Regions from separate parts of the Mus musculus genome. Here all the other regions are linked to region 1. The links are chromatin contacts, called in public Hi-C, HiChIP or PLAC-seq and promoter capture Hi-C maps. All regions are on one chromosome and are shown on one strand. Each heading gives the region's core, a stretch centred on a gene start, on an enhancer-like site or on the middle of the called end of the contact. The rest is flanking DNA. Distances are from core to core; before and after follow the strand shown. Region 1 holds the start of Rack1 (receptor for activated C kinase 1). Region 2 overlaps Cyfip2 (cytoplasmic FMR1 interacting protein 2). Region 3 holds the start of Clk4 (CDC like kinase 4). Region 4 overlaps Adam19 (a disintegrin and metallopeptidase domain 19 (meltrin beta)). Region 5 holds the start of Med7 (mediator complex subunit 7). Region 6 holds the start of Timd2 (T cell immunoglobulin and mucin domain containing 2). Region 7 holds the start of Cyfip2 (cytoplasmic FMR1 interacting protein 2).

What was found. Promoter capture Hi-C pulls out the DNA fragments that hold promoters and counts their contacts. Hi-C and Micro-C count contacts between places; a contact is called where the count stands out from the background. HiChIP or PLAC-seq counts read pairs in DNA pulled down with a chosen protein or histone mark.
Region 2: a promoter capture Hi-C map of pre-B cells shows a contact between it and region 1. The contact joins the enhancer-like site here to the promoter of Rack1 in region 1. A contact is called at or near these places in 5 of 39 promoter capture datasets (cranial neural crest, embryonic stem cells, hippocampal neurons and 2 more) and 5 of 115 datasets of contacts at active chromatin or transcription factors (SST interneurons, astrocytes, craniofacial prominence and 2 more).
Region 3: a contact with region 1 is called in a Hi-C map of muscle stem cells, with 6 times the contacts expected there. The contact joins the promoter of Clk4 here to the promoter of Rack1 in region 1. A contact is called at or near these places in 3 of 39 promoter capture datasets (embryonic stem cells, liver and pre-B cells), 1 of 484 Hi-C or Micro-C datasets (muscle stem cells) and 2 of 115 datasets of contacts at active chromatin or transcription factors (astrocytes and bone marrow-derived dendritic cells).
Region 4: a contact with region 1 is called in a promoter capture Hi-C map of embryonic stem cells, with 7 times the contacts expected there. The contact joins the enhancer-like site here to the promoter of Rack1 in region 1. A contact is called at or near these places in 4 of 39 promoter capture datasets (cranial neural crest, embryonic stem cells, hippocampal neurons and 1 more) and 1 of 115 datasets of contacts at active chromatin or transcription factors (extraembryonic endoderm stem cells).
Region 5: a contact with region 1 is called in an H3K4me3 HiChIP or PLAC-seq map of stem cell-derived neural progenitor cells, with 9 times the contacts expected there. The contact joins the promoter of Med7 here to the promoter of Rack1 in region 1. A contact is called at or near these places in 6 of 39 promoter capture datasets (cranial neural crest, embryonic stem cells, hippocampal neurons and 2 more), 2 of 484 Hi-C or Micro-C datasets (B cells and the G1E-ER4 cell line), 7 of 115 datasets of contacts at active chromatin or transcription factors (the NIH/3T3 cell line, astrocytes, embryonic forebrain and 4 more) and 2 of 9 other capture datasets (adipose tissue and embryonic stem cells).
Region 6: an H3K27ac HiChIP or PLAC-seq map of trophoblast stem cells shows a contact between it and region 1, with 10 times the contacts expected there. The contact joins the promoter of Timd2 here to the promoter of Rack1 in region 1. A contact is called at or near these places in 2 of 39 promoter capture datasets (embryonic stem cells and liver) and 2 of 115 datasets of contacts at active chromatin or transcription factors (extraembryonic endoderm stem cells and trophoblast stem cells).
Region 7: a contact with region 1 is called in a promoter capture Hi-C map of hippocampal neurons, with 12 times the contacts expected there. The contact joins the promoter of Cyfip2 here to the promoter of Rack1 in region 1. A contact is called at or near these places in 5 of 39 promoter capture datasets (cranial neural crest, frontonasal cranial neural crest, hippocampal neurons and 2 more), 2 of 484 Hi-C or Micro-C datasets (B cells and cerebral cortex), 5 of 115 datasets of contacts at active chromatin or transcription factors (astrocytes, embryonic forebrain, embryonic hindbrain and 2 more) and 1 of 9 other capture datasets (liver).

What each region holds. Positions count from the first base shown.
Region 1 is chr11:48,798,733-48,801,752 of GRCm38.p6, forward strand. Rack1 (receptor for activated C kinase 1) reads left to right here and starts at 1,628. Exons shown (of 8, transcript NM_008143.3): 1 at 1,628-1,840; 2 at 2,931-3,020. The coding sequence starts at 1,732. Gm36109 (predicted gene, 36109) reads right to left here and starts at 671. Exons shown (of 2, transcript NR_166852.1): 1 at 649-671. It overlaps LOC115485831 (a small nucleolar RNA gene), which reads left to right and starts at 2,133; the gene lies at 2,133-2,200.
Region 2 is chr11:46,285,516-46,288,377 of GRCm38.p6, forward strand. Cyfip2 (cytoplasmic FMR1 interacting protein 2) reads right to left here. Exons shown (of 31, transcript NM_133769.3): 4 at 552-629. Among named protein-coding and RNA genes, the nearest start is that of Cyfip2, 25 kb to the right of the region's middle. Within about 2 kb of position 1,411, at least 57 of the 459 cell types and tissues checked have an H3K27ac peak or open chromatin away from gene starts, as enhancers often do. A contact at or near this core is called in SST interneurons and pre-B cells, where this site is marked.
Region 3 is chr11:51,261,540-51,264,551 of GRCm38.p6, forward strand. Clk4 (CDC like kinase 4) reads left to right here and starts at 1,575. Exons shown (of 13, transcript NM_007714.6): 1 at 1,575-1,730. It overlaps BC049762 (cDNA sequence BC049762), which reads right to left and starts at 1,465. Exons shown (of 3, transcript NM_001382322.1): 1 at 1,094-1,465. The coding sequence starts at 1,118.
Region 4 is chr11:46,118,438-46,121,144 of GRCm38.p6, forward strand. It overlaps Adam19 (a disintegrin and metallopeptidase domain 19 (meltrin beta)), which reads left to right. Exons shown (of 23, transcript NM_009616.4): 8 at 1-54. Among named protein-coding and RNA genes, the nearest start is that of Mir8100, 18 kb to the left of the region's middle. Within about 2 kb of position 1,449, at least 37 of the 459 cell types and tissues checked have an H3K27ac peak or open chromatin away from gene starts, as enhancers often do. A contact at or near this core is called in embryonic stem cells, where this site is marked.
Region 5 is chr11:46,435,439-46,438,250 of GRCm38.p6, forward strand. Med7 (mediator complex subunit 7) reads left to right here and starts at 1,523. Exons shown (of 3, transcript NM_025426.3): 1 at 1,523-1,753.
Region 6 is chr11:46,697,488-46,700,343 of GRCm38.p6, forward strand. It overlaps Timd2 (T cell immunoglobulin and mucin domain containing 2), which reads right to left and starts at 1,343. Exons shown (of 9, transcript NM_001161355.1): 1 at 1,056-1,343.
Region 7 is chr11:46,310,874-46,313,647 of GRCm38.p6, forward strand. It overlaps Cyfip2 (cytoplasmic FMR1 interacting protein 2), which reads right to left and starts at 1,485. Exons shown (of 31, transcript NM_133769.3): 1 at 1,354-1,485.

The DNA of each region.
Region 1 (3,020 bases), core at 378-2,877:
GCGCTTGGGAGACAGAGGCAGGTGAACTCGGACTTCAGGGCCATCCTGGTCTAGAGGGCAAGTTCCAGAGCAGCTAAGGCTACACATTGTCTGGAAAAACAAAACACATAAGAAGAGGAGGAGGAGAAGTTAAATTCCATGCAATTTACGAATAGAAAAAAACAAGCCAGCATGGTCTACAGAGAGCCAGGGATACAAAGAGAAACACTGTCTCCAAAACAAAACAAAACCAAAAAAAAGAAAAAAAAAGAAAGAAAAACAAATACTTATACCTAGGGCTTGGTGTTTTAGGGCTATAATCTTAGTTACTTGGCAGGCTGAGGAAGGGAGATCATAAATTTAAGGCCAATTTGAGCTATGCACATCCTGAATCAAAACGAAACAAGGTTGAATGTGGTGATGAATTCCATCATCGAGGCCAGCCTGGTCTACAGAGTGAGTTTCAGGACAGCCAGGACTACACAGAGAAACCCTGTCTCGAAAAACAAAAAACAAACAAAAAAACGAACAAAAACTAAACAAGGCTGGGAGTTGGGTGGATTTAACTCTGTAAGGCACTCTTCCTAGCATGTGGGAGTTCAACCCATAGCACTAAAATAAATAATTAAATGTATCCTTTAGTTCACATAGACATTAGTGGTTGCTTACCTTCCTGACCTGTGTGTGCTCCTTAAAAAAAAAAAAAAAAAAAAAAAAAAAAAAAAAAAAGTGAAGCTGAACAAATCGGCTGTAGCCAAACACACATGGCAGGAGAGAAAATTCCTGACTTCAGCCAGTGCTCTGTGGCAATCACAAGCGCACTCACACACAAATACTTTAAAACATACAGTTAAAACTTTTTAAGGCCAGATCTGTGACATTTGGAAACACTACAAAATTTGAACACGTGTTGAGGTCATCGGGTTGCCAGGCTATCCGTGTTCCTCTGCTTCCCCGTCCGGGAACACTTCTTTCAGGGCAGCACAAGACAGACCAGCAGGCTTTTCTGGGGAATGATCAGAGGCACAGAAAGGGCTTCCAACAGAATCCCCAGAAATCTGAACCCAGCACTTCCTCCTTTATAGCCTCGCCGGGCGGCGGCTCGGTTTATAATTCCAGTACTTGGGAGACAGAAGCAGGTCGGTAGTTCAAAACCATCCTTGGCAACACAACCAGTTTAAGACTAGCCTTCGCTACATGAAATTTTGCCATAAAACAAACAAACAGGCCAGATTTGCTGGCACACGCCTCTAATTGCGACTTTAATTGTACTTCCGTAAGTCAAAGTTGGAGCCGGGGTCTCCAACCAAGGAACTGAACAGAAGCGGAAAGGGCGGAGCCGCGTCTCTGCCACGTAAGGGCGGAGAGGCCACTGTAGTTTGCTTGTGTGCCCTCAGCCCCACTTCTGCTTCCACGGCATGCTTTAATCTCCCGAGAAGCCTTTCTAAAACCCTGGCGCATCTGGCTTCAGAATGCATTTGTACAGCGCTGCCAAACTAGGTTGCGTGGCAGAAGAAACGACGATACTTGAGACCTACTCTCCCAGTTCCTCCCACTTCTCAGTGCAGCTATCTTTGAGCAGCAGTGAATCATGGGAATCCCCGCCTTGCTCTCCGAGTATTTCCGGTTCCGGCGGAGGCCGCTCTTTCTTTTTCTCCACAGGGTCGTGGTGGCAGCCGCTGTGGTGCTTGGCTCTCTGAGCTATCCGGTGCCATCCTTGTCGCTGCGGCGACCCTCGCATCAACTGCAGCCATGACCGAGCAGATGACCCTTCGCGGGACCCTTAAGGGCCACAATGGATGGGTAACACAGATCGCCACCACACCGCAGTTCCCGGACATGATCCTGTCTGCGTCTCGAGGTACGGGCTGCATGCCGGGTAAATCACCCGGTGTCCTGGGGACTGCATGAGAGTCTCGTGGTTAAGCAAGTGGCGCGCGTGTTGGCTCGGTTCATTCCCCAACCCAGTTGTTAGTTGGGGCGTGCATACCCCAACTTGGGCCCCAACCGGGACGACCCTTTACACATGAACGGAAACCGAGACACGTCGCGCAACTGTACTCACACCCCACCTCCCAAAGTTGGCGATTTTAAATCTCTCGCTTGCTTCCTGGAGATGTGTTTAAGTAGTTTTACGGGGCTACAAGACGGGCGGAGCAATGATGACCCCAACATGCCATCTGAGTGGCTTTGCTGAAATCCAGAGGCTGTTTCTGAGCTGTTGTCGCCTGGCCCTAAACTATAGACAGTGGGTAAACTTTGTAGATGCCTTGTTCCCCACATTTCCGGACTTGATTGTCCCGCCCTAGGTTTTCTTGTAACTAATGATTTTTTTTCTTTAATGATGTATCTTCATGTGTATTTCCTCCCTACCCACCCCAAAATTATGCTCATTTTCTCTCCTACCTAATACTAGGCTTATTATTGTCCGTTTCTGTGTAAGTTGGTTCGTGGCTAGGATTGTGTCTGATGCTACAATAACGGCTGCATTTATTTCAGTAACTCTCAGGCGGGAAAGGCTGTCTCTGCTCAGCCTACATACACCCAAGTGGTGCTTCTGCTGTTAATTAGTCTCGGGCCCGGACGATGACTAAGGTTAGGGTTAGTTTCCCAGACCCTGCATGGTAGCTTGCAGTCATCTGAAACTAGTTCCAGGAGACCTGACACGCACTTCTGAACACCATAGACACAGGTAGCACACATATGTATGTAGGGAGCCACTTTAAATAAAATACATTTTGAATGTGGAACTTAAGTCTCAATCCCAGGAAGTGTGGTGCCCATAGTCTCACATTACAGCTGAGATCTACAGCTCTTGATATTGTAGAGTAGTAAGCCTCTTTTATTTATAACTTGAAGTTTCTCTGTCCCGTTTACTGGCCCCAGTGACTTTAAGACTGTAAATGGTGCACAGTAAGTAGGCTTATACCAACCTTTACCAACCCTTTTAGACAAGACCATCATCATGTGGAAGCTGACCAGAGATGAGACCAACTATGGCATACCACAGCGTGCTCTGAGAGGTCACTCCCACTTCGTTA
Region 2 (2,862 bases), core at 161-2,660, 2.5 Mb before region 1:
AGTTGCCCCTAAATATGAGGGCTAAAAGGAACAGAGAAGGGCTCCTCTGTTTACTTGATGTGCATATAGTTTGCTGACTTTGTTACAACGGAATCCACTAATTATGCAAAAATGTCAATGATAATAAAATCATCTGTATTTTCAACAAGTCCAAGACAGTGTAAAAAATGAGAACAATACGGTTTTGTGGAAACGATATGAATTTATAAAATATGGTCATGCCAATAAAAAGACCCAGAACCATCTGAAGCACAGGGTTTAGATGAAGTGAGACAATGTCACGCTTGCTACTTTAGATCCTTTGTGACAGCCTGGGTGACAAGAGACATCGACTGCCTTTGAAATAAAATACTGTGCCCTATATGTGCCGGGAGGGAAACTGTTAAGACCCTGGGCGTGGACCTTGTCAGCAGCACTATGGGAAGCACTTTGGGTCAGAGGCCCAGATTTGCTTCCCGCCACCTGGGGACCTCAGCCCTCTGGTTTGGGTTCAGGTTGGAGGAGCACTGCAGAAGCAGTGAGGCCTCTCTGAAGGGCAAGGATGGTCTCACCTGCGGGATGGCCCGGGAGCAGCTGCGCCAGGTGTACAGCATGACTGCATAGTCGTGGCCCTCCTCCAGCATTTCATTCTGAAACGGCAAAGCAGTCATCAGGGACATAAAACACTAGGGCCATGGACTTCTCCAGGCTCTCATCGGGACCACCCAGGATGTGGGCCATGGCAGGCAAGAGCAGCATCACCTGGGCGCTTGCTGATAAGGATGTCTGAGCCCCTGAATACGAACCTATATTCCAGCAAAGTTCCCAGGTAAGTCACGGGCACCTTATATCTTAGAATAGCTGATCTAATAAGAACTTCAGTGAAAGCCAGAAGAAAGGCCACATATTCTCCGATTCCTTTGGACAAAATACCCACAAGAGGTACAGCCTTACGGACAGATTGTAGTTGATGGAAACACGTGGGGAGAGGACCTGGGTTGACTGCTAAAAATTCTAGGGTGTCTGTATGGGGCAATGACATTAGATGGTGGTGACAGTTGTATAACATTGTGAAGATGATTAAAAATATAGACATATATATTTTAAGCAGTTTTCAGTTATGGAAAGCATACTCCAAAGAATATTAGGAGACAAGAATTAGCATTATGCTTTCTCTCCTTGAAAATATATTTAGGGAAAAATGAACTTTAAAATTTAAATCTATTTATCATATTCACTTTATAATACATTTTAAAGGCAGAATCCAATTTAACTTGGAGTTTGCTACTTATTGTGAATCTGCTCAACAGCAACAGCTTCCATTCTTAATTAAGAAGTCAGTAACATGCTGTCCCTGAGGGAAACAACCGAGAGCAACCCATGGGCTGCCTGCTTTCTCTTCAGTTTGGGCACACGTGTCTAAAAGAGGAACTGGCAGTAATGTAAGGAACACGTGGCTATTCTCAGCCCCCACCCCCCACCCCGAGTGCCCTCAGCACGCATAATTTCATTCAGTTAAAAAAAAAAAAAGGCTGCAGCAAGCATCTTTAGATCCCAGGCTCTGTGCCAGAAACAGAACTGAGAACCAAGATGTGCACTCTGCCCTCTAGACAGTTCAGCCATAGTTGTTACATAACAAGCCCAGAATACAGAGGTCAAGATGGCGTGGTGGAAAGAGCTCTGGATGTGGCCTTGGGAACCTTGAGTTATTGGCCATCTTTTATATATGTAAATTATATGTATAATATAGTATATTGTATATATACATATATGTGTGTGTATATTTAGAGAGATAGAGATATATTTCTGACGCTGTGGATGACCTTGAACTTCTGATCTTCCTGTCTCTACTTCTCAGGTGCTAGGGTTACAACATTTCCCACTATGCCTGGTGTATGTGGGTGTTAGGGGCCAAACTTCGGGCTTTGTGAATGCCAGGTAAGCAATCTACCTACTAAGCAGTGAGTTTATGCAATTTGCCACAGCAGCAGCAGATAACAAACAGAATCACGTTTAGAGCCAGCCGGTCCTTTAGATTTGCCTGCCTGAGCCTGTGACCTGGTATCTCAGAGAGACCTCAGTCTGGTTCTGCTTCCCCGACCCCAAAGAATCATTATGGCAGCTGGAGTTGACCTTCGGTTTCTCTCGTGTATACGATCATTACAGCTGTTCCCTGAAATCCTCGCCCCCACCCTTTCATGCTTCCAGTAACAATCATTTTGAGACTCTCGTCCAGTGTATCTGTTCCATTCATTCCTCTTTATAGCTCATTCCAAGAGTAATTACAGATCAAGCATGGCTGAACCTGAGTTCGGCTCCCTTTAGTGATAGGGTCTCTATTCCAAGCTTGCCTCAAGCTTCCTATGTAGCTGAGAAAGTGATCCTGAACTTTTGATCCTCCTGCCTCCACCTCCCCACAGTTGAGATTACAAGCATTTGCCAGACTATACCCAGTTTATTTGGTGCTGGAGATTTGGTTCATACAAGCCAGGGCTTTGTGTGTTCTAGACAGGCACTCAAACAGCTGAGCTTCGTCTCCAGCCTCCTTTCTGCACTTTGAGGAAATGAATGAAAGTCGTCTCTGTTACAGGCTTGAGACTGTGACTCTGTTTCTAGGTGGGCCCATTTGAAAGGTGACTGAAGCTCAGAGGAGATCATGAGGGCAGACTCTCACTCAATCTGTCATCCTTATAAAGAGAGGAAACTTGGGTAACACACAGAGACATCTGACACCCAGGAGTTTGGGAGGAATGAGCCTGAGTAGCCAGGGAAACATCAGGAGAAAGCAGCCCTGTCGACAGCTGGTCCAGGAATTGCATCCTCCAGGGCCGTGGAAAGCAAACACCCATTGTTTAAGCCGTTTACTCATGGTATTTTGCTACG
Region 3 (3,012 bases), core at 325-2,824, 2.5 Mb after region 1:
TTCAGAAGTGTTAGGAACCCTGGAGGAAACTGGGATATTGTCCATCTTGGGCAGTATGGGATGCCTGAGAGATCCATTGTGACTCATTCATGGTGTGGCCTTTAATCAACTTTGCTAAATGTGAAGGGATTCATTGTTTCATAATGGGAGCTTCAGAGACAAATCACCATGAAACGAGCCTTTTCAAGACAGACCCTTTTGGTCTTGCCAAAAGATGGACTCAGAATACTTTTCTCTAACTGATTAAGAAAAAAGTAAGTTGTTTTTTACTTTGTTGCATGAATGGAGGCAGTAAGTATGACAATGAAACCGTAAGCTAGCAAAGTTTGAATGGTATTTTCAGGAGTTAAATTTGTCATTAAAGCAAGGAGCTAAGAATCACCTCTTAGAGTTGTCTAGATTACTAAGACTGTCTATAAAGTGATTGGCATAGAGTATTTAATTAATCTGGTTATGACAGCTCATATTTATGCTTCAAGCTCTTGGAGGAAGGAGATAAGAGATAGGACGACCAGAAGAAGTTCAACCCTACTGGGTTAGACAGTAATTATGGTGTTGGATTCTCAGCAGTTTTGTTTTTTGAGTTTTGATCTCATGTAGCTCAGACTGGCCTTGAACTTGCTATATGGCCCAGGATGACCTAGAATTCCTGATCCTCCTGTTTCTAAATCCTAAATGCTGGGATTACAGGCCTGCACCACAAAAGCCCAGTTCTCTGAAATTAAAAAAGGATATATATTAAGAATTTGTTATGTCGCCAGGCAGTGATAGTGCACGCCTTTAATCCCAGCACTTGGGAGGCAAGAGGCAGGTGAGTTTCTGAGTTCAAGGCCAGCCTGGTCTACCGAGTGAGTTCCAGGACAGCCAGGATTACACAGAGAAACCCTGTCTCGAAAAAAAAACCAAAAAGTCTGACCACAAATGCCCGTTTGTTGAGTAACTGTAGTAGAAAATCATGAGGCTGCCATGGTTGTAACCGGAAGAATACTGTCAGAAGTCTTAGGACAAACCTCCCCATTCCTTTCGATTTGCTGGCTGAGAAGGCGAGGAGGAAGAGAGAGAGGAAGGCAAAGAGAAAGAGAAGGGTAAGCACCTGCTACGCTTGTTTTTAGAGGCATATTCAGGTAAACTTCTCCAAATCCAGTTTAGAGCGGAAGCGCCAGGTGACAGCCATATCCTGGTCACTGAGCTGCCCTAGCTGGGAGCATTCGGGGACTCTGCGCTCTGGTGGCTCTACCTGGAGCTGAGGTTGAGGGGCGACTGGTAGATGGAGTGCGATGAGCTTCCCACTTTAAGCTGATGGGAAAAGGTCAGAGGTTGGCCCTACCCAGCGTGGCCACGCCCAGCAAAACTCTTCGAGAGCCCGACGCGCGCCGCAGACTTAAGGCGGGCTTCCAGGTTCACCTAAGAACAGAAAGAACCTCAGCCTGACAAGCGGACAGAACCTCGTCCTACCCGCGCCTCCAGCGCTGCGCAGCCGCAGTGTGGCTGATCAAGCCCCGCCGTCCCTGACGTCACAGACCCCTCGTCCCCTTGCACGATCTGTGGGCGGGCACGAGGCTTCGTGACGCATGCGCGCTGGCTCGGCGTAGGTGGCGCTGGAGCCACCTGAGGAGGTTGTAGGGTGACGGCGCGGACGCCATTTTGTCGGTGTCTGTCGCAGCGGCTGGAGAGGAACGACGGCGGTTTGGCGACATTTCTCGGCCAAAAGGCCGCTTGCTTTTGCGGAGGTGAGGTGGGCAGTGTCGCGCGGAGCCAGGTGTCTGAGGAGAGAGTGGGCTTTGGGCGTCAGCACCGGGAGGATGCGTCCGCGGGGCTGGCGGGGTGCCTCTCGGCCGGCGGCGACAACACCCGAGCTGCCGCGGTTTCGCCGCTCGAGTCAAGGCCCGCAGGCCCCGGGTTCGCCCGACGGTGCGGTCCGGCAGCTTGGGCCTCGCTCACCTCTTGTCAAGGCCTCGGCCGTCCATCGCAGGAACCAGCGGGGAGACCCTTGGCGGGACGCATCCCCGGTACTAGTGCCGTCCAGAGTCGAAGTCACCCCGACCCCCTACTCACCCCTGTCTGTGGCCTCGGCCGTTTGCATAACCGGAGCCTTTTCCAAAGTCCGCTATTCGCTCTGTTGTTCAGCTCTAAGGGCCCTGGCCAGCTGCCCGGAAGAGGTAGGGCAGGCGCTGCGGCGAGCCAGGCAGCGGCTGGAGTTCACCTCCAGCTTCGAGGATCACACTTGGGAAGGAAGGTTCGTCCTTCATGCCAGGCGGTCACCCCACCCCAAGCCCCCCCTAGATCTGGGTCGCCCCGATTGCCCAGGCATTATGTAGGCCAGGCAGGACTCGAACTCAGGAGATTCTCCTGCCTCTGCCTCCTGAGTGATGGGATTAGAGAGCTGAGTGATGGAATTAGAGAGCGAACATTGCATTTACATTGTGACAGCTCTGTTGCTCAAGTAGCCAACCCTCTAAACCAGTGGACCGATTGTCACCTGGTCTAATGTTAAAGCTGCAGATATTTGGCCTAATTTTGAACACGCACCCGAGGGCCTCTTGTACCCCCACTTAAATGGGAGACTGAAACTTCTAAAACGTGGTGGAGAATAATATTTCTAGTATGAGCGTATACATATGGGTTCCATTGTATCTTTTATTGAAAGGATACAGAGGATTGTAGCATGATTTTTAAGTGTTAGAGATAGTGTAATATTTTGAGGTAGCTTTTCTTTCCTGTGTATGAAAGCTCTCATGAGCTCAGAAATCTTTTACTTTGCCTCCTAAGTAAATATTTCTTTGTTGGTTGTTTGAAACAAGGTCTCGCTGTGCAGACCAGGCTGTCCTTGAAGTCTCTCAGAACTCCACCTGCCTCTGCCTCTAGGGTGGCACGTGTCACCACACCTGCCTAAAAACAAAGTATTTCCGAACTCGGCCAGAGATCAGAGGAGGGATGGGGAATGTTAGTCGGGGCCTATTGGGACAAGGACCCACTGATAGGTGGGTTTGCATATTAGTCACTTGAGAAGTT
Region 4 (2,707 bases), core at 199-2,698, 2.7 Mb before region 1:
GACCAGGATGCCACCAAACGCAAGCTCATGGAGATTGCCAACTATGTTGATAAGGTGAGACCAGGTGTGTACTTTCTGGGGGAGATTGCTGCACCTCAGACAGTCTGCAGGGCAAGAAGTCACACACACCTGAGCTCTTGTTGCTGATTTGGGACCCTGAGCTATCAACCAGAGGCAAACAACTCAGCTTCTTGGGTCAGGTTTTTGTCTTTTGTTGGTTTGTGTGAGTGTTTGGGGGCCTTTTGTTTTTCTCTGTTTTAATTTATAAACTACAAGCACTGGCTTAAGTCAGTGGCTTTCAGTTATGTTTATAGTTTTCTGATGGAAATCATGTTTCAAAAATGACATCTTGTGCCCCTGCCCATGTAAAAGTCACATGGAAGCAGATGGCTGGAAACAGACATGCGCCTGGCTCTGACCCCCTGACCTTTCTCACAAATGAAGTGGGTTTTGAGGCACACTGAGCAAGGGAGAGCCCAGTTTAAAAGGCATCAAGGATGTGTTCCCTCTGGGTGAAAGCCCGGGGATTCTTTGACTTAGATGTTGAAGTGGATCGGGATGTTTCTAGGGAGACTACGAATAGTTATACTTCTTCAGTCGGGTTGTTTCAACCATGCACTTAGGAAATTCACAGAAGTTTGAGCTGCACTCATGGGGTATTCTCAGACCGTGAAGTATTCTATGCGAAAGCAAGTTCTAGCACAAAAGGCAGAGAACAAAACTTTGCAATGGCAGCTCCTCTCCACAAGCAAAGCTTTGACGTGTTTGGTCATGTGCCTCCTTTTAAGGGGCAGTCCTGGTGGGTAGAACTAAGGTTGCATGTTTGCCAGTGGCTGACAGTCCCAGCCCTGGGGTCTCTTGTCTCTTTGAGACTCTGATAACCACTTCAGGACCTGTAGAACTTTGAAGGCTTTCTTGGCCAGCGAGAGGTTCACGGATCCTAGATCTCAGGCTGGAGAGATGGTTCATCCGATAACAAATAGAAATTAGAAACTTTCAAACTGGGCGGTGGTGATACATACCTTTAATCCCAGCACTGGGGAGGCAGAGGCAGGTCTCTGAGCTCAAGGCCAGCCTGCTCTACAAAGTGAGTTTCCAGAATAGCCAGGGCTACACAGAGAAACCTTGTCTCTAAAAACCATAAACAAACAAACAAACAAATGTTAAAAATTAAACTTTCAGGGCTTAAAAGGCAGAGTTGATTGCTGTGGAATTACTAGATGAAAAGTTCACAGCCTTGTATTTTTTTTTCTCTGCCCTCAACAGCTGTGGAAAGAGGCCACTGGTATGTAACAGGTGAAAGCCAAACACTAGCCTTTCCTGGAGGGAAGGATTCTAGGGACACAGTAGAGTCCTGTGTCCAGCTCCTAACTCACCAGCAATAGCGTCTCAGCGATCCTGTAACCAAACACCCAACATCTGGAGAAGTGTGTTTTCCCTGGGGATACAGGAAGCTGATCCTACCGCCACCTGTGTAGCAACCATTGTCCCAGACCCGACTCAGGGGAGGTGCAGGGCTTGGCTGGCTGGCTCTAGGAATTTTCTTCCTGCACTGGGTGATTAGAGCCTACCTCTAAGCACTGATGAGAAATGGAAGTGGTATGTCAGTAAACACATCAAACAAATAAACAATAATAACTACAGAAAAAGCAAAGATGCGGAGGGAAAAGAGGGTAGCCGCACACCCCGGGTGTCGGTGGAAACCCTGTGCCTTGTGGATGGTCATCCAAGCCCCCAACTTCCCTCCGGCACGCGTGGTTTAGGGTGAGGCACATGGGCTCCTCCTAAGTCTGCTGAGCCAGTTACTTGGACTGAACATTTTAGAGCTAAAACTGGAAGAACTCTACACATTTGCTGAATCAGGGGCCCAATCCACGGGCCCTGTTTTCTCTGAGGCGTAAGAAAAGCCAAGTTGACTTCCCTTAAAAAGTTCCTGAGTGAAGCAAATTCAGATGCTTCGGGTTTTTCTGTGATGATAGATGTGGCAAAGACAGAGGAACCAGGAGCCCATCTAGACTGCAGTTTCCTGGGGGCAAGAGAAGGATGCGAATGTGTGCGTGCGCGTGTGTGTGTGTGTGTGTGTGTGTGTGTGTGTACTTTATTGTTATATACATATTATATGATCCCAGCTCTTCAGCAGCAGATGGTCACAAGGGCCCTGGGAGTATAATCTGGTTCATCTTGGCTCCAGAGTGTTTCTGCTGAGATTTTGGGCAATGTCTCAACTCCTCTAAGCCTCAGTACCCTTCCTTCTTCATGACAAGTGCTTGATGAACAGCGGGACCACCAGTTATTAATTTTAGCTGGGAAGGAACCCACCATTTTTAGATTGGGGTGATCTAATCCCTTTGTGGCTTCTGTGTTATGTGGTTTTTTTTTTTTTTTTTTTTTTTTAAGTCACTCATGGGCTGGGGAGATGACGCAGTATGTAAAGTATCTGCTGGGTACATAAGGACCTAAGCCCCACCACCCATCTAAAAGCCAGGCATGGTGTCATGAACCTATAGCCATGTGGCTGGTGGGGGAGGCAGGGGACAGAGACAGGCCATCCTTGGACCTCTCAAGCCAACCAGTTAGGGTTAATCAGTTAGTTCCTGATTTAGTGAGAGACCCTGTCTGAAAAAATAACATGGAGAATAAACGGAGGAAGGTAACATGAACCTTGGGACTTCGTGTGTATATGCACACACAGAAGACACATGTACAT
Region 5 (2,812 bases), core at 273-2,772, 2.4 Mb before region 1:
TTTTAACCAGTCCCTAACATGACATGGCTATCCCTTATGTAGTACTGGGGTTGTCTTATATGTATTATTCTAGGCAAGCTCTCCACCCATGAACTTATCTTTGGGTGATGGCTAATCTTTAGAAGCAGAAAGACTGAGTGGCATTTTCTTGTGGCTGCCCAGATAAAAGGACATGAAGAAAGGAAACTGCTCTTTGGTTGCTTGCTCTAACACTCACTGGCAACTTCATCTGTACCACTGCTGTGCCATTCCTTTGCCAGTATTAGAACCAAACTTCTTTGGGATTCCAACATGGACTGAAGACCTGTGGCTCTCCAGGAATCTTCCAGGTCTCCAATGCCAGGTGGGGGTCTGTTGAGACATCCAGCCTCTTAGACTGAGCAACTACAGGATTCTCAGCCTTTCAGGGCTGAGACAGCCATTGCTGGACTACTTGAACTGCATCTTGTAAGTCACTCGGATAAGTCATATATACATATATATCCATGTGCATACACACATTCATTCTATCAGTGTAATAACCCCTAGTACACTTTCAGTAAGATAATAAATCTGTGGGTATAGGAAAAAACGAAGAGCCCTTACCTTTTAGAGGTTCATACCAGACTAGAGACAAAATGATGGGGCTCATATAACTATGGAAGTTGGTAGTGAGTAGACTCTTCTTTTGTTTTTATGCCTGCAATGCTCCACATATTTAAAGGAAGAAACTGAGACATTCTTGTTTGTGAAGCAGAGCTGTTTATCTTACTTTTAGTTTGCAACACTGCATCTTACGACTCCCATATCATCTGTTAACAACTCTTCTCTCTCTCCTCCCTCCCCCTCCTCCTCTCCCTCAGGGAAAGGCCAAAATGGAAATATTTCTTGCTAGTCCTGATGGCTCATTTCTATACCTCTGGCTTTCCAGAGGCTGGGAAGAGACATCTGAAGCCAGCCTGGGCTACACAGTGAAATTACCCACTCCCTCCATTTTAAAAAATTATATTAAGTTTTTTTCACTTGTCAATTTGTGGAAGGATTGTTATAGACATCTTTGAATTCCTAAATGAAAATAAAAGTGAATGGAAGGGGGAAAATGAAGGTTTAGGATGTTATTCTTAATCATGTTCACAAATATCTCCATATATATGAATATATCATAGAGTACAATCTTGCTTTTAAAAAACATTTTTGATGATTACATTAGTATAATTTTTAAATATATTGCTTATCTGTATTTTCTGACTTTTACATAAGGCAAGTATTTAATTTTAAAAGTCTCGTATAAAAGTGGGGGCTGCAAGGAATGGAATTACTAGAGAGTACTTTCTTCTACTAACAAAAAGTACGAAGAAGTATTCTCCTGACCTGACCAAGAAACCAGACAGCGGATCTTTCCCGAGAGAAGCAGGAGATGCGAAAGTGCGCATGTGCAACATCTTTAGGGCGGGAGTAGGACCTGCTATAGGACAGCCTTGGTAGCCAATGAGAGGCCCGCGTCAGAGGCTTCTTCCTGAGAAGGCAACCGGAACTTGTGCTTCCGCTGCGCTGAGGAAAAGTCACTACCGGAAAAGCAAGAAAGAGCTGAGGTGAGCGGGCGGCGGCGGTTGGCGACCGCAGCCTAAGTCTGTCTCTCCGCCCCCGCGGTTGCGTCTCTCCCGGCGTGGAGCGCCGAAGTCCGGCGCGGGACAGCCTGGGACGCCCGGGCTAGCCTTCCTCCCGGTTCCTCCGCGAAGCCTCCCCGGGGCCTGAGGCAGGCGGCCGGCCGAAGGTACACCGAGTACCGCTCTCTCCGGACGACAAGCCAGACGGGAGGTTGGGAGGTCCGAGTTCTCGTCCCCACGCCACGGGCTTTTATAATGTCGTGGTCTTAGCCTGCCCTGTCGCCATTGGTAAAGTGACAGTAGCCGCCTGGGAGCGCGGGGGCTGGGGGAGGGGAGCGAGAGCCTGGGTCGGAGCCGGATTCATCCTGTACCAGACTTTCCGCGGGGACCCAGTCACGGGGACAAAGTGAGCCAAGTGTCTGAGCTTGCGGACCCCCCCCCTCCCAAAAAAAAAAGCACCCACGAGACACTGGATCTTGTTAGTGTTAGCGAGTCACGACCTCCAGCGGCTTTGAAAAGTTCAGTTTGAACCGGTAATGGGCGGTTTCTGTAAGGTGGCCCGCTCTAACGCGGGATGCCCAAGTTACGGGGGTTTGCACTTGCGCCCGAAAAAACTAATGCGGATTCCCGTTGTACAATTCACCCCCTTCTGCACGTTGGGAATTGGCTTCTTGTCTCTATAGTCAAATTGGGAGTAGTCGTACCGTCCTGATGATTGGAGTGAGGATGCGGATCTGTCACTTACTAAAAACCTTCGGGAAACTGCGGGTTTAGTGTGGGTGTGGCTAAGGGAAGCGCAGATCCCCAACTTCAAAAGCCTTCGGGGGATGAAATTTAGGCCAGGTGTTGACTTGAAGTGGCTACAAGTAGACTTTCGTGTTCTAGGTATATACACCCTGAATTAGCTCTAACAGTTAGACAATCTGAAGAATTTGGAGTTGCTTCCCTCAGATTTAAGGTATTGGCAGTGTACATCAGTGTGAGAAAGCACTCAAGAATCTTCTCATTGTATAATGTACTTAAATTGGAAAAAGCAAAGGTTATTTTGACCATATATGTTGGGATTTAGGTTTTAAATTTATGTAGAAAAGATGTAAAAATTGCTAATGTGTTAAGAAAACTGTACTATACTAACTCTACTATACTGTAAGATGTGGCTTCCTTCAGAAACCTTGGAAAATATTTGAAATATGAAATTTAACAACGGTGTTTTGTTATAGTTGTTT
Region 6 (2,856 bases), core at 93-2,592, 2.1 Mb before region 1:
AGGCCAGTGAGGTTTCACAACTGCATTGTAAAAACCTGATGAGTGTTCACTATGATGTGTTTCCTACACTGTCTGACTCGTGGCTCATTTTAAAATCTTACAGTGTAGGTGGGGGAGAGAAGCATTGGGGCTTTGGAGTGTGAAAACACAATCACTCTATTGCATCTGGAAGTGAGGGAAAATACCAGGTCAGACAACCAAAGAGCATGAAATTCCCCAAACACAGAATATGCATTCTGGAGAAAGAGTACACCAATTCTCAACATAAACGCATACATTTTAAAAATCTCAAGCTTTTCTCTAAGTATCTTTCACAACACTTAAAGAAAAATGAAATCCAGGAGTTGAATAGATAGAACAATGGTTAAGAGTACTGGCTGCTCTTCCAGAAGACCCAGGTTCAACTCCCAGTGCCCACATGGCAGCTCACAACTGTTTGCAATTCCAGTTCTGGGGAGGAACTGGCAACCCCACACTGACATACATGTGGACAAATACCTACTCACATTAGATAAAAACAAATCTTTTTTTTTTTTTTCTTAAATCCACATGAACACCAAGCTCTAAACGGTGCCCACTTGCCTAGCCTGGCCATGTGCTCCCCTTCTCAACACTCCAACTAAAGCAAATCTTCTTCTCTTTCTGGCCTTGCCAAGTTCACAAACACGATATCTCAAATTCCAGCAGCCAATTTGATGCTATAGATCTGGGTCTATAGGTCCATGCCTAATTATCTAGGGCTTAGTCTAAAATTACCAGACTATTCTCTTCTACAGTTTCCTTCTTATATCTCATGTTAACTCCATTTAAGAAGGCTTTAATAGCTCATATATTAAAAAGTCCATTATTCCATTTAAACGAGGATCAACCTTCCAAGAATCCGAAGAACTCTATTGGATATTAAGTTGTCCTAATGTCTAGAGACTCATCGTTGTTCCAATGCCGCCATAGAATCCCACATTGTCTCAAATGCAAAGCCACATGGCACAGAACCTCCAGGAAGTACTGTCCTCATTGCTTCTCTCTAACACGAGCCTACAGAAGAGGGAACTTACCAGTTAGGAGAGAGCCGTAGCTTCTGGTTAGTGTCTCCTTCTAATCCTCTGCTGCTGATGGAGCTGCTGATAGATAAAGAGGAATCTGTCCCAGAATTCCATCCTTATCTCCTGGCCACACCTTCAATATTTTGTTTGAAAACTGAGTCTCTCTAGTTCTACCATCCTTTTGCCTGATTGTATATGTTCAACTTAAAGAGATTATAAAAAAATACTTAAAAGACTAGCACTCAGGAAAGCAGAGGCAAGTGGATCTTCTGAGTTCAAGACCAACTCCGTTTACATAGTGAAACTTTGTCCCCACAACAACAAAGCTAACTTTCTGCTGGGCGAAGCAAAGGTCTTCACTTGAGTTCAAACTCCAGGTCTGGAGATCATGCTGACTTTGAAAAGTTTTCAGCAGAAAGGGACTTTGCACCATGCACCAGCTTTCTTAGTTGTATATGAATAAACTGAAAGTCAGAAAGAGGAATAGAATATAGATAGAACCCAGCGAGGGACCTGGTGCACAGGCAGAAGTGAAAGCTGACTAATTATACACGTTGGTCTGTCAGTCAATTAACAGTTTAAGCAAATAAAGCTAGACTAAAGTCCCTGCTTGCAGAACGCTAAGGGGAGGCTGCCAGCTTTCTAAGCTGAGCTTCTCCATGCCCTCATACGCTTTTCAGGCTTAGTAACTATACAGGCTTCCAGAGTTGGGTAGTTGCAGAGGAATTTTTTTTAAGATTTACTTATTTATTACATATATGTAAATACACTGTAGCTGACTTCAGACACCACAGAAGAAGCATCAGATCTCATTACGGATGGTTGTGAGCCACCATGTGGTTGCTGGGATTTGAACTCAGGACCTTCAGAAGAGCAGTCAGTGCTCTTAACCACTGAGCCATCTCTCCAGCCCCGCAGAGGAATTTTAATCCAGAAACATAACTGTTGTGGCAAGGGATCACATGTCTGTGTGATCGGGCTGGAATGACACACCTTTAATTCCTCTGGCTGGATTACAGACACACCCTTGGTACACACCTTTAGTCCCAAACAATGAAGGTAAAGTTGTAGAAGGAAGAAGTCATATTTGAAAGTGATATCTAATAGAGAGGCAAAGTGATGAATGAGAATGAGTCAAAGAGAGGATATGCCCAACTCTCAGGAGAACACAGGAAAGAGAAGCTACTTAAAAGAGAAGGAAGGAAGGGAGGAGAGAGAGAGAGAGAGAGAGACAGACAGACAGACAGACAGACAGACAGACAGAGACAGAGAGAGAGAGAGAATATGAGAGTTTTAGAGCTTTACCAGGATAATTTTTAGAGACAGGCTACAGGTAAAGACAGAATGAGCCAGAAAATGAGAAGAAACCAGATTAGAACAGATTGCCAGAGTTAGTTTGAGGCCAAGCAGAGCAATTCAGTCAAAAGCTGAGAGAAGCTACTTTGAAACAGTCAACTTGGAGAGGATTTGGGCCAGAACCAGCTGGCCATAGCAAAACGAGCTAGAAGGAATGGGTTTATTCAGCAGTTAGCTTCTGAGACAACAATTATATCTGGTGAATAAAAGTTACTTTTACAAAGGGTTGTGATAGATGGTGAAGACAGCTTGGACATGGGTTTAAGCCAATAGAAAGTCTTTCTTAGCCAGCTGCACAAAAACCATGTTCTGAGTTGACATAGTTCAGTTAACAAGACCAGTTAGCCAGGAGCAGAACTATAGAAACTAAAAAGCAATGTTCGTACAGTTTGAGACGTTCCCAGAACCGTATTGACATTGATAGATTAGGCGTTTGTTTTAGTTTTGGCAGGAGGTG
Region 7 (2,774 bases), core at 235-2,734, 2.5 Mb before region 1:
TCCTCGGCTTCCTTTCTGATCCCATGACTTAAGAAGCGCCTGCTCTACATCCAATGGGAAAACCTTTTGTATTTAGCTCTTCAAGATAAATACCACTCACTGGCTCCTTTCTCAAGCAAGTTTGACAGGAGAGAAGGGACCCAAGGAGCATCGGGTGGAGGGGGGGAAAGCCACAGAAGGGGGGATGGTGGTAGGGACAACTACCTTCAAGGACTTACAATCCCGACTATAGATATTAATCTATATTTTTGTCCTCCGACAATGGCGGGAGGGGGGGGTGTCACTGAGTGCTAGGCAATGGTTCTTGCAGGGCCTGTGCCCAAGAATAAGGCTGGTCACTTCTAAGGGAAGGGGTCAAGAGGTAGAAATGGTTGCTTAGGAGCAACAGTCAGTCGTCAGTCTGATCCCTAAGTCTTCCTGCCCAACTGTGGGGCTGTGGGCACTAAAGAATTGGGCTAGCCAAGTTCTAAGTCTGGACTGGAAAACACCCAGATAGTCGCGGGAGAAAACCAACAGTCGGTTCAACCATGCTCCCTGCCCCCACCCTTAGCCACAAGCTACTCCTCTTCCTGTACACACAGGAGGGCTTACCTTCCTGAAGGTGATGTGGCAATCTCCCACAACAGACAGGTGGGCAGCTAAATACGAAGGAAACCTTGACCCCTAGGATTCCATCACCCCACCTTTCTCCTCCCCAAAGCCATCCAGGGGAGAGGCGCTAGTATAGGCCAGAACGCTTCGAAGCAGGTCAGCCATGCCTCCCGGCTCATCAGAGCTTTCCTCTCCCAAACCGTGCCGCTGTGGCCCCGGCCCCACCCGGCTTCGGTTCACCGCGGGCGCCCAGTACCCCCTTGCCTGTCAGGCGGGCCCAGGCAGCTCTCTCTGGCCTTGGCTGAATGATGGTGGCCGCGACCGCAGAGGCGGGGACTGCCCGGCGATCTGCAGTATGTAGGTGCAGGGATGTAGCCCCCTCTGGGCTTGTGGCCCCTGCAGGTATCCCTGGTCCCCGAGACTATCCCTGCCTCTTTTTAGGGCGGGTGGCTCCGGCCCAGGCCACGCACCTGCTGTGGCTGCCGCTGAGGCTGCTGCGCGGAGCTCTGCGCTGTACCCACGACTTCTGGAAAACGCTCCCTGCCCAGGGCGCCCGGGGCGGCCGAGGGGAGAAGGGACAACACAGGCCTGTAGCCCGGCCTCCAGGGACCTGAAGCCGTGTAGCCTCGGGCGCCAAGCCAAGCGCCCCCAACGGGCTGGGAGAAGTGGCGCCCGCCCCTCGCGCATCCTCAGGAACGCATCCACCGCCTAGGCAGCATTTCGGTTCCTGCATCAGCCCTGTTGTCTCCGAGAGTCCCTTACCTGGCTCGGTGGCAGGTCCAGGGGAGGGACCCGAGGCTACCGCAGGGCCCCGCGCCGGGGCGCAGGATGCTTAGCCCCGCTCCGCCGCTGCGCCGGCGGACCGCCGCGCCCCGCCCGCGGCCCCGCCTCTCCGCCTGCCGCGGCTCCTCCCCTGGCCGCGGTGCCCAGCCCCTTCGCCGCGGCTGCTGTCACACAAAGAGCCGGAAATGGCTGCGGCGAGGGGCTCCCTGCGCACCCCTGACCTGCAACCTCCTGAACCCATACCTTCCAGCCTTAGAGTATCCAGCCTCCGGACTCTGGAGGTGGAGGAGGGACGACTTTCCTGCTGCCGCCTGCATCACCAGCGACACCTGCCACTCCAGAAGGAAGGAAGCGTCAGCTCCTTTCGCATCTCCCCGGTGTCAAATTATTTTCATATAGTCATTTATTCACCACATCTTTATCGACTACCTGTTTTGTTCCAAGCATCTTGCCAAGAGCCAGGCACGCACTAGTGTGCAGTAGAGCCCCTGCTCGCTTGGAGCTTATTATTTGCCAGCATTAACTGACCTAACAGGAGTCCAATGACAGCTGCTTTCCCAAAGAAGGGAGCAGGCTAAGTGAGAGGTTGAGCCCTTCCACCACTTGAAGAATAACTTCCCAGAGGGCACGGGCTCAGAGGGCACGGGCTCAGAGGGCACAGGCTCAGCGGGAGAAAGCGCTTGCAGCCAAGCTTGATGATGACCTGAGTTCGATTCCCAGGATCCACAAGGTAGAAGGAGAGAGACAGCTTCTGTATATTGTGTTCTGACCTCCACCCACATGCATATATGCACATTACACAGACACACAGACACATACACACACCCATACACACACACAATAAATAAATGTAATAATTTAAAAACAAAGAGAAACATCTACTTCCTTTCCATTTCTTAGTGTAAAAATGTACAGCTATTATGTGTGTGTGTGCGTGTGTGTGTGTGTGTGTGTGTGTGTGTGTGTGTGTGTGTGCGCGCGCGCGTGCCCATGTCGATCCCATTGAGGTAGAATTGACTCGTGGACAAAATCATGATAAGCTGACTTTTAGGCAAACCTAGGAAGGAGCTGAGGAGACAGAAGCCTCTTAGATGCTGCTTAGGGCTCTTCAAAGAATCCATTGCTCCTTGAGACATAACTCGGAGGGCTTTAGGTAGGGATGAGGCCAGCTGCATTCAGTCCTGACCTGAACCCACCCCAGCATGGTACTGCTCTGAGTGGGAGATGCAGTACCTGCAATAAAGGGAATAATAGTTGCTCTGGGTACCATATATATATATATATATATATATATATATATATATATATATATATATATATATATATATGTGTGTGTGTGTGTGTGTATGTATATAAAGTATTTATTTTATTCTGTGTGTATGGGTATTTTGATTGCATGC